Linked DNA regions of Mustela erminea: region 1 is linked to region 2. Evidence: chromatin contacts called from public Hi-C data. All regions are on one chromosome and are shown on one strand. Each heading gives the region's core, a stretch centred on a gene start, on an enhancer-like site or on the middle of the called end of the contact. The rest is flanking DNA. Distances are from core to core; before and after follow the strand shown. Region 1 holds the start of LY6G5B (lymphocyte antigen 6 complex locus protein G5b). Region 2 holds the start of NELFE (negative elongation factor E).

Evidence for each region. Hi-C and Micro-C count contacts between places; a contact is called where the count stands out from the background.
Region 1: a Hi-C map of spleen shows a contact between it and region 2, with 10 times the contacts expected there. The contact joins the promoter of LY6G5B here to the promoter of NELFE in region 2. A contact is called at or near these places in 2 of 3 Hi-C or Micro-C datasets (skeletal muscle and spleen).

Annotation. Positions count from the first base shown.
Region 1 is chr4:122,130,767-122,136,771 of mMusErm1.Pri, reverse strand. It overlaps LY6G5B (lymphocyte antigen 6 complex locus protein G5b), which reads left to right and starts at 2,020. Exons shown (of 3, transcript XM_032340875.1): 1 at 2,020-2,836; 2 at 2,977-3,105; 3 at 3,403-4,451. The coding sequence starts at 2,713. The coding sequence ends at 3,821. It overlaps CSNK2B (casein kinase II subunit beta), which reads left to right. Exons shown (of 7, transcript XM_032340873.1): 4 at 76-191; 5 at 639-714; 6 at 863-1,052; 7 at 1,689-1,917. The coding sequence ends at 1,779.
Region 2 is chr4:121,860,245-121,866,401 of mMusErm1.Pri, reverse strand. NELFE (negative elongation factor E) reads right to left here and starts at 2,313. Exons shown (of 11, transcript XM_032340814.1): 1 at 2,114-2,313; 2 at 1,597-1,679; 3 at 135-204; 4 at 1-32. The coding sequence starts at 1,671. SKIV2L (helicase SKI2W) reads left to right here and starts at 2,338. Exons shown (of 28, transcript XM_032340801.1): 1 at 2,338-2,448; 2 at 2,526-2,629; 3 at 3,297-3,406; 4 at 3,496-3,613; 5 at 3,701-3,815; 6 at 3,939-4,013; 7 at 4,301-4,354; 8 at 4,453-4,643; 9 at 4,821-4,949; 10 at 5,173-5,318; 11 at 5,694-5,840; 12 at 5,972-6,056. The coding sequence starts at 2,427.

The DNA of each region.
Region 1 (6,005 bases), core at 771-3,270, 270 kb before region 2:
AGCCCCTGGAGGTGGGTGGGACCTCTAAGAAAGCTGTAAGACAAGTGGTTTCAATCAGCTGGGGCCATGTTTCAGATGAAGAGCTGGAAGACAACCCCAACCAGAGCGACCTGATTGAGCAGGCAGCCGAGATGCTTTATGGATTGATCCACGCCCGCTATATCCTCACCAACCGTGGCATCGCCCAGATGGTGAGGCCTCTCTGCTCCCACTTGACTCCTCTGAGGCAGTAAGGGAAGCAGAGGTTCCTGCAGCGAGGAGTCAACGTGTTTTCAACCTTGTCAAGGAATGTAGCTGAGACGAGGGGAAGAACCCCAGATACAGGGACTGGGAATTAACTCCTAATTGGAGTTGTGCTGACTGAGGTGTTTACAGGGAGGGAGACGTGACCTTGGACAGGAAGTTGTTGCAGTCTGCCTCTTCCTCAGGGAACAAACAGCGAATGGCTCTGATGGTCTGTAACCTGCCTAACCTCCAGAGGAAGCAGGAGAGTATGAGGGCCCATTTGGGCCAGCTTGAAGGGGTCTCTGGACAGAAAGGCAGGAGTGGAGGACAGAGCAATGTGGGTTGGGCTGATGAAGGGATTGCCTCTTCTGTTCATACCTACCCACCAACCCCTTTCATTTTATTCGCCTCAGTTGGAAAAGTACCAGCAGGGAGACTTTGGCTACTGTCCCCGTGTGTACTGTGAGAACCAGCCAATGCTTCCCATCGGTGAGTGCTGGAGAAGGGAAAGGAGGCCACATCAAGTGGCTGGTACTCCTGGGAAGGATTTGGGGCTCAGCAAGTCTGGGCCTGAGTCTTGGAGGGAGGTGGGGCAGGCTTGGGGGTGCCCGGCCTGCTGAGTCTGGCTGTCTCCCAGGCCTTTCGGACATCCCAGGTGAGGCCATGGTGAAGCTCTACTGCCCCAAGTGCATGGACGTGTACACACCCAAGTCATCGAGGCACCATCACACGGACGGCGCCTACTTCGGCACCGGTTTCCCTCACATGCTCTTCATGGTGCACCCCGAGTACCGGCCTAAGCGGCCCGCCAACCAGTTTGTGCCCAGGTGGGGAGCAGGGATAGAATCAACCAGGGTCAAAGGAAAGGTTCGGGATTCCCTAGAGAGAAGGGAAGACAGGGCATGGTCCTTTCTTGAGGTTTGCCTTTCTCAGAGCATGTAACCTTGAGAAAGGTATTTGCCTCTCTGTGCCTCGGTTCCCTTATCCGTGAAATGGGGATGATGATAGTACTTGACCGATAAGGTATATTTAAATAGTTGCTTTTGAAAAACATTTGGCACCTGAAGCACCATTTAAAATGGTAGCTGTTTTTGTCATCATCTTGGGTGTTCAACTTTTTGCCAGGAACAAGTGTGATTTATTTTCCCAGAACATCATGTTTATTGGGAAGAACAGTTTGGTATTATATTGAAACAAGTGCCGATCTGCACACACACAAACATACACTCACATACATACGTGTGTGTGTGTGTGTGTGTTGACATGTAGCCCAGAATTTGAGTTTTAATGGCTGTTTAAAGTACGTTTCCCAGTATCCTGGAGGGAAGACATTTGAGAGCCACTATTCTTAAGCACTGAGCAGACCCATGAAAAAGTTAGGGTGGGGAGGTGGAAACTCAGGCCACTGGCAGGGACAGGGTGGGGCTCACACTGCTGCCTCTCTGACCTCTGCCCCGGCCCAGGCTCTACGGTTTCAAGATCCATCCAATGGCCTACCAACTGCAGCTCCAAGCCGCCAGCAACTTCAAGAGCCCAGTCAAGACGATTCGCTGACTCCCCATCCCACCTGACCCTCAGTCTTTGACACCTCCGATCCTTTGCTGCCACCCTTTCAGGATCCCTCTATGGTTTTTAGTTTAAATTAAAGGAGTCATTATTGTGGTGGGAATATGAAATAAAGTGGAAGAAAAGGCCATGAGCTGGTCTGCTGGTGCTTGGGGTTGGGGGACGGGAGGGTACTGCTGTGCCTGATTCTAGGGGCCCTCATGGCCCAGCCCACCCTCCTCAAGTTGAAAACCAGCACAGATTGGTGCCCAGTGGATTTGGGTGAGGTTTTTAGCAGCAGAGCAGAATTTCTAGTACTGAATGCGGAGATGTGCAAGGCCACAGCCCGAGGGGAAAATGAGATTTCAAAGTCTAGAGACATATTCGTTCTTTTTCAGCCACCTAAGGCTGTTTATTTATTTGTACCGTAAGTAGTATAACCAACAACAGAATCTTCTGGTTTTGATTTTACAGGGCAAGTGGTCCTGAAGTAAACAGAACTGTAAGGGGTGGAGAGGGACAAGGTCCCCAATTGCTGCAGGGTGGTGTCTGTGCGCCCCCTGCTGGGAGAACTGAGATATGCTCTTCTCAGAAGGATGGGGACCCTGGGTGCCTGGCCAAAGTTTCTCCCAGCGCAGTAGGGACCGTTCTGCTGTGGGAAGGACAGCATATGGTACCAGAGACAGAAGCTGATCCATGGACCCTTGAGGTGTGGGCATAGATCTTTTCAGGGCATGAGAATAATAGACAGCTGGATAAAGGCCCAGGTGTTGTCTGGGACACTGCTCCCACATTCAGGAAGCCGACCTTGTGGGTGAGGACATGCCGTTCTCCAGCCAAGTTAATAACTTCCTCCCCCCAGCTGAGGAATATAGCTCTGCGTCTACAGCTCCTGCTCAGACTGTCTACTAAAACCACCCTGCAGCTCAGGATCCAAAGAGCATGGTCACAGGAAGGTGGGGTTTCAGGATACCCCTCAGGGACTGCCCTTCTCCCCAGAATTCCATCATGAAGGTGCACATGCTTGTAGGTGTGCTGGTCATAGTGGGCTTCGCAGTGGGAAAAGGTAAGTGGGGCCCAGGGGCGAGGAGGGAGAAGTGACAGTCCTGGAATGGGGTGGGGCTGTTGCCCTGGTTCACGGGCTCCCCGCAAGCAGAACTTGGAATGAGCCGACACTGCCATCCCACCTGTCTTCTGCTTCCCCAGCTCCTGTTCCTGAAGTCCGGACCTGCCACCTCTGCCTCTTAGAAGACCCTTCTGCAGGGTGTATTTCAGGCTCAGAGAAGTGCACCATCAGCACCCCGTCACCGTGTATGGTGATCACCATCTATTATGGTGAGTCAAGCCCCAGGAAGGGGCTGCTGTTGGGATAGCCCATGGCCTGGTCACCTTTCCTCTCAGATGAAGGCTGCTTAGGGCCTGGGGTGCAAGAGGAAGACAGCAGGATCCTGGAAGGAGGGGTCTAGGGTTCCAGGGAGGTCTGCTGAGCCCGTTTTTCCTTCCTTCAGAGGGAAGGAGTCTGGGATGGAAGTCGGGTCTGGGTGAGGCATGGGGAGAGTCTAGGGTAAGGATAACAGGTTTGGGGACTGGGAGGCAGTGGAGGTTACTAGCCAGCTGTTCCCTCTTCTCCAGATACCAAGATTCGTTTCCTCATCCGAGGCTGTGGACAGTATAATTCTTACCGCTGCCAAGAAAAACGTAATACCTACTTCTCAGAATACTGGTACCAGGCCCAGTGCTGCCAGTATGATTACTGCAACTCCTGGTCTAGTCCCCAGGTCCACAGCTCCTTGCCTGATCCCCTGGCTGATCCCCCAGCTGGGGCCTGGGCCCTGCCCCTGCCCCTGTCCGAGTCCCAGATCCAGTGGTTCTACCAGGCCCTGAATCTCTCACTGCCCCTCCGCAGCTTCCATGTTGGGAAGGAGCCCAAAGGCCTGGACCCCCTGGCCATCCTGCCCCTGAACCTGAACTTGTCCATTGCTGACCTACGTCACATATATTTGTTCCTCAACAACTCAGGACTTTTGGTTCTTCCCTGCGCTAGGCCCTGATGGCTTAGGCTTCCTGGATTTCACTCCATTCCAGCATCTTTTCTCTAACACCACAGCCCCCTGTGCTGCCCTCCTAGAGCACCCATGCTCTCTGCTCTTTGATTTCTCTGACCTCCCTTCCGCAGCAGGACTGTGGCTTTGGGATCTTTTCTTTCCCAGAAACTGGCAGTGCTGCCTCTCCTAGAAAATAATGAGTTCAGAATCTCCCAGGCTGGCCTGGGGAAGGCACAGTGGCTTTCTCATCCCTTTCCTGTCACCGGAGCCTGTCATCCCCCCTCATCTTTCAAATCCTTTGTCAGTCTGGTCACCTGCCCCCATTTAGATCTGGTTGTAGATCACATCCTGTGCCTATCTTAAGACCCAGACTGAACTTGCAACAAGAAGAATGAAGGGTAGACTTCCCTGCACACTTTCTGACTAGGCACTGTATTGTCCCTGCCTCATTGCCTCCACCCCCACCCTTGTTCTGGTCTGTTTCTCTCCTCTCTTGTTGCAGTCCCTGGCCGCCTCAGCCCCACTGACACCCACTTCAGTAGATGCCAGAGGAGAGGAGAGATGAGGGTCTGGCCTGCTCTGCTCCACATCTCCTGCTTGCTCTCCACAATCTCCACAATAAATGGACTGGGCTGAGTCTGTGTCACACTGTTTATGGGGTCAGGCTCAGCAAAAAGAAGGTTGATTGGGCATGGGGATCAAACCATCTACAGCCTGGTTTACTCTACTTGGCCTTTGTGGCTTCCTCATGGCTTGTCCCCTAAAAACCAATATCCATCCCACCTTCTGCATATCTAGAGATCTGTTCAGCTCTGAGGGTTATGATTTTTCAGCCTTTGATTTGCCTTTTAGGGGCGCTTGGCTAGTTCAGTCAATAGAGCATGCACCTCTTGATGCTAGAGTTAAGTTTGAACCCCACATTGGGTATAGAGGTTATTTAAAAATAAAATCTTTAATTTAAAAAGGTTTCCCTAGAAACAAAACATAGAAAGTTAAACTCCAATCACATCAGGGTTTTCCATCTAAGAGAGGTAGAAAAACCTTTGAACCAGGAAAACTCAGGAGTAAACCAAGGGGCCCAGGTCTATATCTCAGAGTTACCTGGTGCTGAGGGATCTGGGTTGTTGCCTGTTCCTTTTAGGACCCTGGCACTCAGGACCCCTCAGTAGGGAGCTACGTTGGGGCATGGGGGTGTTCAGAGATACGTGGTTGGAGCTGCCATTGCTAGATCTTTAATTTTAATATTCCATTTGAAAAACTACAAGCATACAGAAAACAATAATGAATATTCACAACTTTTTCCATATGTGTAGTAAACACACTGCTCTGGGCTTGGTGTTAATGAGTACAGCTCATTCTGAATCTCATAAACCAGTGCTGGGGTTGTGAAACCTTTATCTGAAAAGTAGTACAGCTTTATGTTTGGGGTACCCAATCCCAGCTCCTCTGCCATTTGGATAAGTTTGTCCCTACCTTAGTTTGGTCACCAGTCAAGGAGGGGCTAGTACCTCATAGGCTTGAAAGAATGCATGTAAATGTGTGTACAGGTGAAAATGAGAGCCTCCAAAATAGACACATGCCCTAGGGACATACATACAGATTGTGGCATTCATGTGTGTATGTATTACTACTGCTTTTTAAAACATTTAAAGATTTTACTTGAGAGAACACAAGCAGGGGCACCTGGGTGGCTCAGTGGGTTAAGCCTCTGCCTTCAGCTCAGGTCCTGATCTCAGGGTCCTGGGATTGAGCCCCACATCAGGGTCTCTGCTCAGCAAGGAGCCTGCTTCCCCCTCTTTCTTGAGAACACAAGCAGGGAGGAGGGGGAGGGAGAAGCAGACCCCCAGCTAAGCAGGGAGCTTGATGCAGGGCCCAAAAGGCAGACACGTAACCAACTGAGCCACCAAGTGTGCCCGTTACTACTACTATTTAAAGGGATCTCTATCCCCAGTGTGGGGCTCGAACTCACAACCCAGAGATTAAAAGTGACACAGTGTACCAACTAAGCCAACCAGGTGCCCCTCTGGCCTATTTTTAAACCTCTGGCAAAACATGGCGGAAGTTTGCATACACCATAACTTGAGTTTTTGTAAACCACACACCTGTGTCACCAGTCCTCGAGTCAGTATAAAGGCCTTTATCAGCACCCAAGGCTGCCTTTGTGCACCCTCCCAGGCATGTCTCCCAACT
Region 2 (6,157 bases), core at 1,064-3,563:
GGCTGTGTCCACCACAGGCTGCTCTGACAGTGCTGGAGTGGTGAGGGAAGGAGGCATTATTTTGGCCAAGCTGTGGGAGATGTCTGCCCCATGATGCCCACTTCCAGTCTATCCCCATTTCCCCTGTCACTCACAGCGTTTCACTCCGCCTTGGCTGGCTGTGCTGCTACTACTTTGCTTCTTCAGAGCCAGCAATGCCTTTTTCTGGGAACAAGAGTGAGAAGAAAGGAATTGGTGAGGGCCAGTCCCTGGCCTAGTCCGCTCCCAAGGTCCCTGGGCACCTCACTCCAGGGGACACCTTTCTCAGGAAACAGTAAAAATGGTGTCCCTGGAGTGGTATGCTGAGGCAGCCCTGCCTCTCACACATGGTCCACCGGATCATCTACAAAACCAGCAATACTTAATCTACCAAACCAGGGTATCCAAAGGCTTTCCAGGGTTTTGAAGTTGAAGACAAGGATTTCAGCCATGGACCAGAGCCCCAAGATACAAGCTGCAAGTAAGTATACGCCTACGTGCCTTTCTCAGGGGCTGCATCCATCCATCCCCTGTATGTTTAACAAGAACACACCATAACTTTGTAACAGAGGGATGCAAAAGTATGAGACATGGTTTCTCCCCTCCAGAAGCTTAAAGCCTGAGAAACAAGATGATTAGAGACAATTATCAAGAATGATTATAAGAGATGCAGACTGCTTGTAGCTGAAACCAAGTAAGGTTATCTGACACCAAATGGCTATTAAACTGGTCCCTGGGTACAATCTACGCAAAACAGATGGAAAGAAAAGGGATGCAAAGAAAACAGAATGGCAAAGATGCAGAAATAAGAAGGCTTTGGGAATGCACATTTTGGGACTAGTGAATAGTTCTATTTGACAAGAAAGGGATGCCAAGGTAAGGCTTTGGTTTATAGACAATGAAAAACCACTTACGGGTTTTGAGAAAAAAAGAGGCAGAGTTTTCTGTTTTCAGTAGTTCATTTGAATAAGAATGAAGGAAATCTGTTCAAAAAAAACACTGAGAAACTTCTTGAGAAACCATTCAGCAGTCTACATGAGTGTCAGCAAAAACTTGATCTATGAAATACACAGGAAAAAATAAACTAAAGAAATTACTTCAAAGGAAGAATCAAGAAGACTTGGCAAATATTTGACTATGCAAAAAGTGGAGAAGTCAGAGATGAGATTTTGATTCCAAACACCTGGGAGAACTGACTGTGGTCACTCCTATTTGGAAGATCAAGAAAAGGAACTAAATTAGAGTAGATAGGAAGATGACAGCTGCAACACTGGGTACCTAGGGGCTATCACTAACAGACTGGGTAGAAGTGAAAAAACAAACCTGGAGACTACCACCCGTTCGGTGGTACTAAAAGCCACGGAAAAGGAAGACAGCTGCATGGCAGAATGCACAGAAGAGAAGGTACACACCAAGACTTGGGAAAAAGCCCAATTATGAGGCTACACTGAGAGGAGATAAGTCTCCAGGTATGAGCTGGAAGAACCGCCCCCCCCCAACCCCTCACACTCACCCCAGGTGTTCTCAAGAGTGTAGAGTCTGTGAAAGGTTGGGCCACGCCTCCACACACTCCCTCACCTTTTTCTTGAGTTTGTTGAATTTCTTCTGCAGAGCCTCCTCCTCCTCGCTCAGTCCGGGGGGTATCACCAACATGGTGGCTCCTGGTTCAGGGGCAGGGCCCAAGACATCTTTCTCCACTGTCACCGCCCAGGGTTCACACGCCGTCCACAAAGTACCCAACCGCACCCCTCCAGGCCTACCTACTCCTGTCTTTTGCCTCTCCCTACCCCTTGCTTAAACCAGGCTGCTGTCCAAGCCCCCGCTCGTCGGGATCAATCAGCATTCCCTCTTCTCTCCAGCAATCACGGCCACCAGCGCTGAGGAACCAAGTGGCCCGGGAAAGGGGAAGCACCCCTTCCGCCGTCAAGACGATGGCATTAGACACCCCCTACCCCCGCTGGGGGTATAGCAACCGCGGGGTCCAAACGGCACAGGAGGCGGTGAAACCCGCGCAGCGCTCTCAGAGCAACCAAAAGGGGAAGAAGAGAAGGAGCTCGGAATAAAGGGGCGAAGGGTGAGAAGGAGAAGACCTTACCTGAGGGGGCGGTAACCCGGGGGGGTGTCCCACGGTCTCGGGCGGCGCCCGCGCGGGCAACGGAGAGCCGGCTCAGAGCGATGACGTAGCGAGGGGCGGAGAACGCGGTAACCAAGGCGGCCCAAGCCAGACACTTCCGCCCGGCGGTGTCCGCCCCTCCCGGCTCAGGTCAGCCTCTCTGTAACGCTCATCTCTGTCCTCCCCGGCTGTGTGTGACGGAAGTCGCCTCCACTTCCGCCCATTCTGGGGCGGGGCTCGCTCCACGGCTTCTTGCTGCACTTCCGGTCTGCCCCGCCGCTGCCGTGGCTCCAAGATGATGGAGACCGAGCGACTCGGTGAGGGGGAGGGGGTGGAACGAAGGAGTAGTCAGGGGTGACCCCTTGACCTCTGATCTCTGACCTTCCCTCTGTAGTGCTACCTCCTCCAGATCCCCTGGATCTGCCCCTTCGGCCGGTGGAGCTGGGATGCACGGGGCGCTGGGAGCTGCTCAATGTGCCTGGGGCACCAGAGAGCACCGTGAGTGAATGTTGACCCTAACATTGACCTTCAAACCTCCTCAATTCTCCTTACTGTTGGACTCTAGCGTAACCTCATTCTTCTGTTTCTGGACTCCTGTCATCTGGGCCTGCCTTGTGCCGAACAGACCCCAGCCCAGTGGACCAGCTATGGGTTAGAGCTCATGCGTAGACAGAGCAGGGAGTGCTGGGGATACCTGAGCTCTGAGAATTACTTTTTCAAATGTGTCTTTTTTCTCTGGAGTCACCTTCTGTCTCTAAGCACCAAGGAACTGGTTGATGACTAGCCTTTGAGACCCTGCCTCATCCTTAGTTCTGGGCCCCCTTTCCCTAAGACTAGTGATTCTCAAATTTAAGTGTACCTTGTAATTAGTGGTGGGGATTTTTAAGAATACAAATTCCTAAACCCAATCCCAGAGATTGTGAAATTACCGTATTTTGTGTTGTATTGTAATGTATCAGTAATTGTTGTTGCTGGTAAATCAGTAGCAGGTAGTTTACCCTGGAAGACAGGATGATCTTTGGAAGATACTGTTTCTGCTTGGTTGTCCTATTTGGTCAGGAATGTCTGCTGCTTCTGATTTGAACACAAATTCTATCACTTTCTTTTTTTGTCTGTGTCTTATGCTCTATCTTTACCTAATGTTTCTCATCTTATCCTTTACCAGCTTCCCCACGGCCTCCCTCCATGTGCCCCAGATCTGCAGCAGGAAGCAGAACAGCTGTTTTTGTCATCTCCAGCCTGGTTGCCTCTGCATGGTGTGGAACACTCCGCCCGGTGAGGAGTCTGGACTAGGGAGGTAGGCCCCTGAAGAAAACTGGCACAGGAAAGAAGGAACACCTGAAAATTGTTTTCCTTTTCTGCAGAAAATGGCAGAGGAAAATGGATCCCTGGTCACTCTTGGCCACACAGGGGGCCCCAGTGCCCTCCGACCTTCAGGCCCAGAGACACCCAACCACAGGCCAGATTCTGGGCTACAAAGAGGTAAGAGGTCAGAGACCACAAGAAGCAGAGTAGGGAAGGGATCAGAGGCAATCTCAGCCTCACTGGGGTTGTGGTCTTTTGCCTCAGGTCCTGTTGGAGAATACGAACCTATCAGCCACCACCTCCTTGTCTCTTCGCCGGCCCCCAGGGCCCATCTCCCAGTCCCTGTGGGGGAATCCAACACAGTACCCTTTCTGGCCAGGTGACTTTTATGGAAATGGAATGGTAGGGGAGAGTGCCCTCAGTCTTCAGGAAGGGTTCCCCACCCATCTTGTAACTCCACCCCCGCACCCCATGAATCCCTTTTTGTCCACCCTCTCCCTAGGTGGGATGGATGAGCCCACCATAACAGATCTGAGCACTCGGGAGGAGGCTGAGGAGGAGATAGACTTTGAGCAAGGTGAGGTGGTGTGGGCATGGACCCTTGGGAGTGGGGCTGTGAGTCTCGGCCCTGATGAAGAGGGGCCCCAGCCTATCATAAGGCTGCTCCTTGCCCTTCTGTGTCTTTGAGACAATTAGGGAAAGGTATCCTTGTCATAACAGTCTTTACTGTCACCTGTCAGAAAGTTGTCCTAAGTATCCCATTTTCAGCATCTGTGCTGTTAATGGCATCCTGTAGGTTTGAGTAACGTGTGACTTGTGTGACTTTGTGTAGTAGTGGTGATTCTGTCTGTCCTTGTCCTTCAGATCTTCTTACTGTTCCGCCTGGCTTCAAAAAAGGTGTGGACTTTACACCAAAGGGTGAGTTTTAACTTTGAGATGGGGCGTAGAAGTGGTGCCCTTCTCCTGTAGAACAGAGATGGATATGACCAGGTTTCCTTTTTTTCCTTGCTCCTCAGATCACCCAGCTCCAGCTTCTGGCTTGCTCAGCCTCAGCCGTTTGCTGGAGCCTCTGGATTTGGGTGGGGGAGACGAGGATGAAACTGAGGCAGTTGGACAGCCAGGAATTCCCAGAGGGGACACTGTGTCTGCCTCCCCCTGCAGTGCTTCCATGGCCCGAGCAAGCAGCTTGGAGGACCTAGTGTTGAAGGTTGGTGGTTCTGGGCAGTTGAGGCAGGAAAGAAGGGGCCTTACTGGGGGGCTGAGGGTGAGGTGGGGTGGCTGGGTTGGTTGGGTCTAAGAGGAAGACGGGAGCATCTTTTGGGAGGGGTGGTAATGGAGAGCTATTTGACTGTATCTTTATCACTCCTTTCCACGGCTTTTGCAGGAAACATCCCCAGCTGTATCCCCTCCAGAGCCCCCCAAACCCCTGCCTCAGGAGCAGTGGGCGATTCCTGTGGATGTCACCTCCCCTGTTGGTGATTTCTACCGCCTCATTCCCCAGCCGGCCTTCCAGGTAGGCTGGCCTGGTCCTCACATCCTCACCTACCTCTTTCCCACTGTTCACTTCATTTCCTCTGCCAGCCCAGGCCAGATGCCTTCTAGGTCCTTCTTCGACCTCAGTCCTGGCCTTTCTTCACTCTGGCATGCAACTGCCACCTTGCACGCCCCAGGAGTAGGAGGCAGGAGGGTGGGTCCCTTTCCCTTCTCTAGCTGCCATCTGTTTCTCTCTCCCACAGTGGGCATTTGAGCCGGATGTGTTCCAGAAGCAGGCCATCCTGCACTTGGAGCGGCATGACTCTGTCTTCGTTGCGGCTCACACATCTGCGGGGAAGACGGTTGTGGCTGAATATGCCATTGCCCTTGCCCAGAAACACATGACTCGGTACAGGTCCCCTCCCCGGACTCCCCTTTCACCAGCTGGTCTGGGCTTCTCCCACACCCTTTCTGCTTGTTATCTCTTCCCCGCCTCTCCCTCCTCGTTGAGATGAGAGGTTTGGGGAGAAACGGAGACAGGACTAGAGCGAAGCAGGAGGGTGTGGTGGGGAGAGGGGTTAGAAGACCCGCGTCAGGTTCGGAAGGGGTTGGGCTACAGAGTTTCTGTGGGGTTGTGTCGTGAAGGAGAATGTGAAGGCAGTTTGGGGAAGATCGGGGACACGTGGGCTCTGGCATGCCTCTGGGAGGGCTCAGGGTGGAAGAGGCGTGCTGCCCGGGAGGCCTGTGGGGGTGCTGACCGGCTGACTTCATGTCCTCTTCCCAGCACCATTTACACATCGCCCATCAAGGCCCTGAGCAACCAGAAGTTCCGAGACTTTCGAAACACATTCGGGGATGTGGGATTGCTCACTGGGGATGTGCAGCTGCACCCAGAGGCCTCCTGCCTCATTATGACAACAGAGATCCTTCGGTGAGAGATAGGCACTCAACACGGGTGGATTTTTGGTCAGGAAGGTGAGGCTGCTTCAGACAGCATGTTCACTGAGAACAGGGTGGGGTCAGGAGCCCCTGGTGAGTCAGCCTGTGGCCTCTTCTTCCCAGCTCCATGCTGTACAGCGGCTCAGATGTCATCCGGGACCTGGAGTGGGTCATCTTTGATGAGGTTCACTACATCAATGATGCTGAGGTAGGAGGCACTGGGGCCCCAGGCTCTAGTAGTCCTCTCCTGTGGGCCTAGATCACACACCCTTGTGGACCTTACTGCCTTCTTTGCCCCCCAAATGGAAC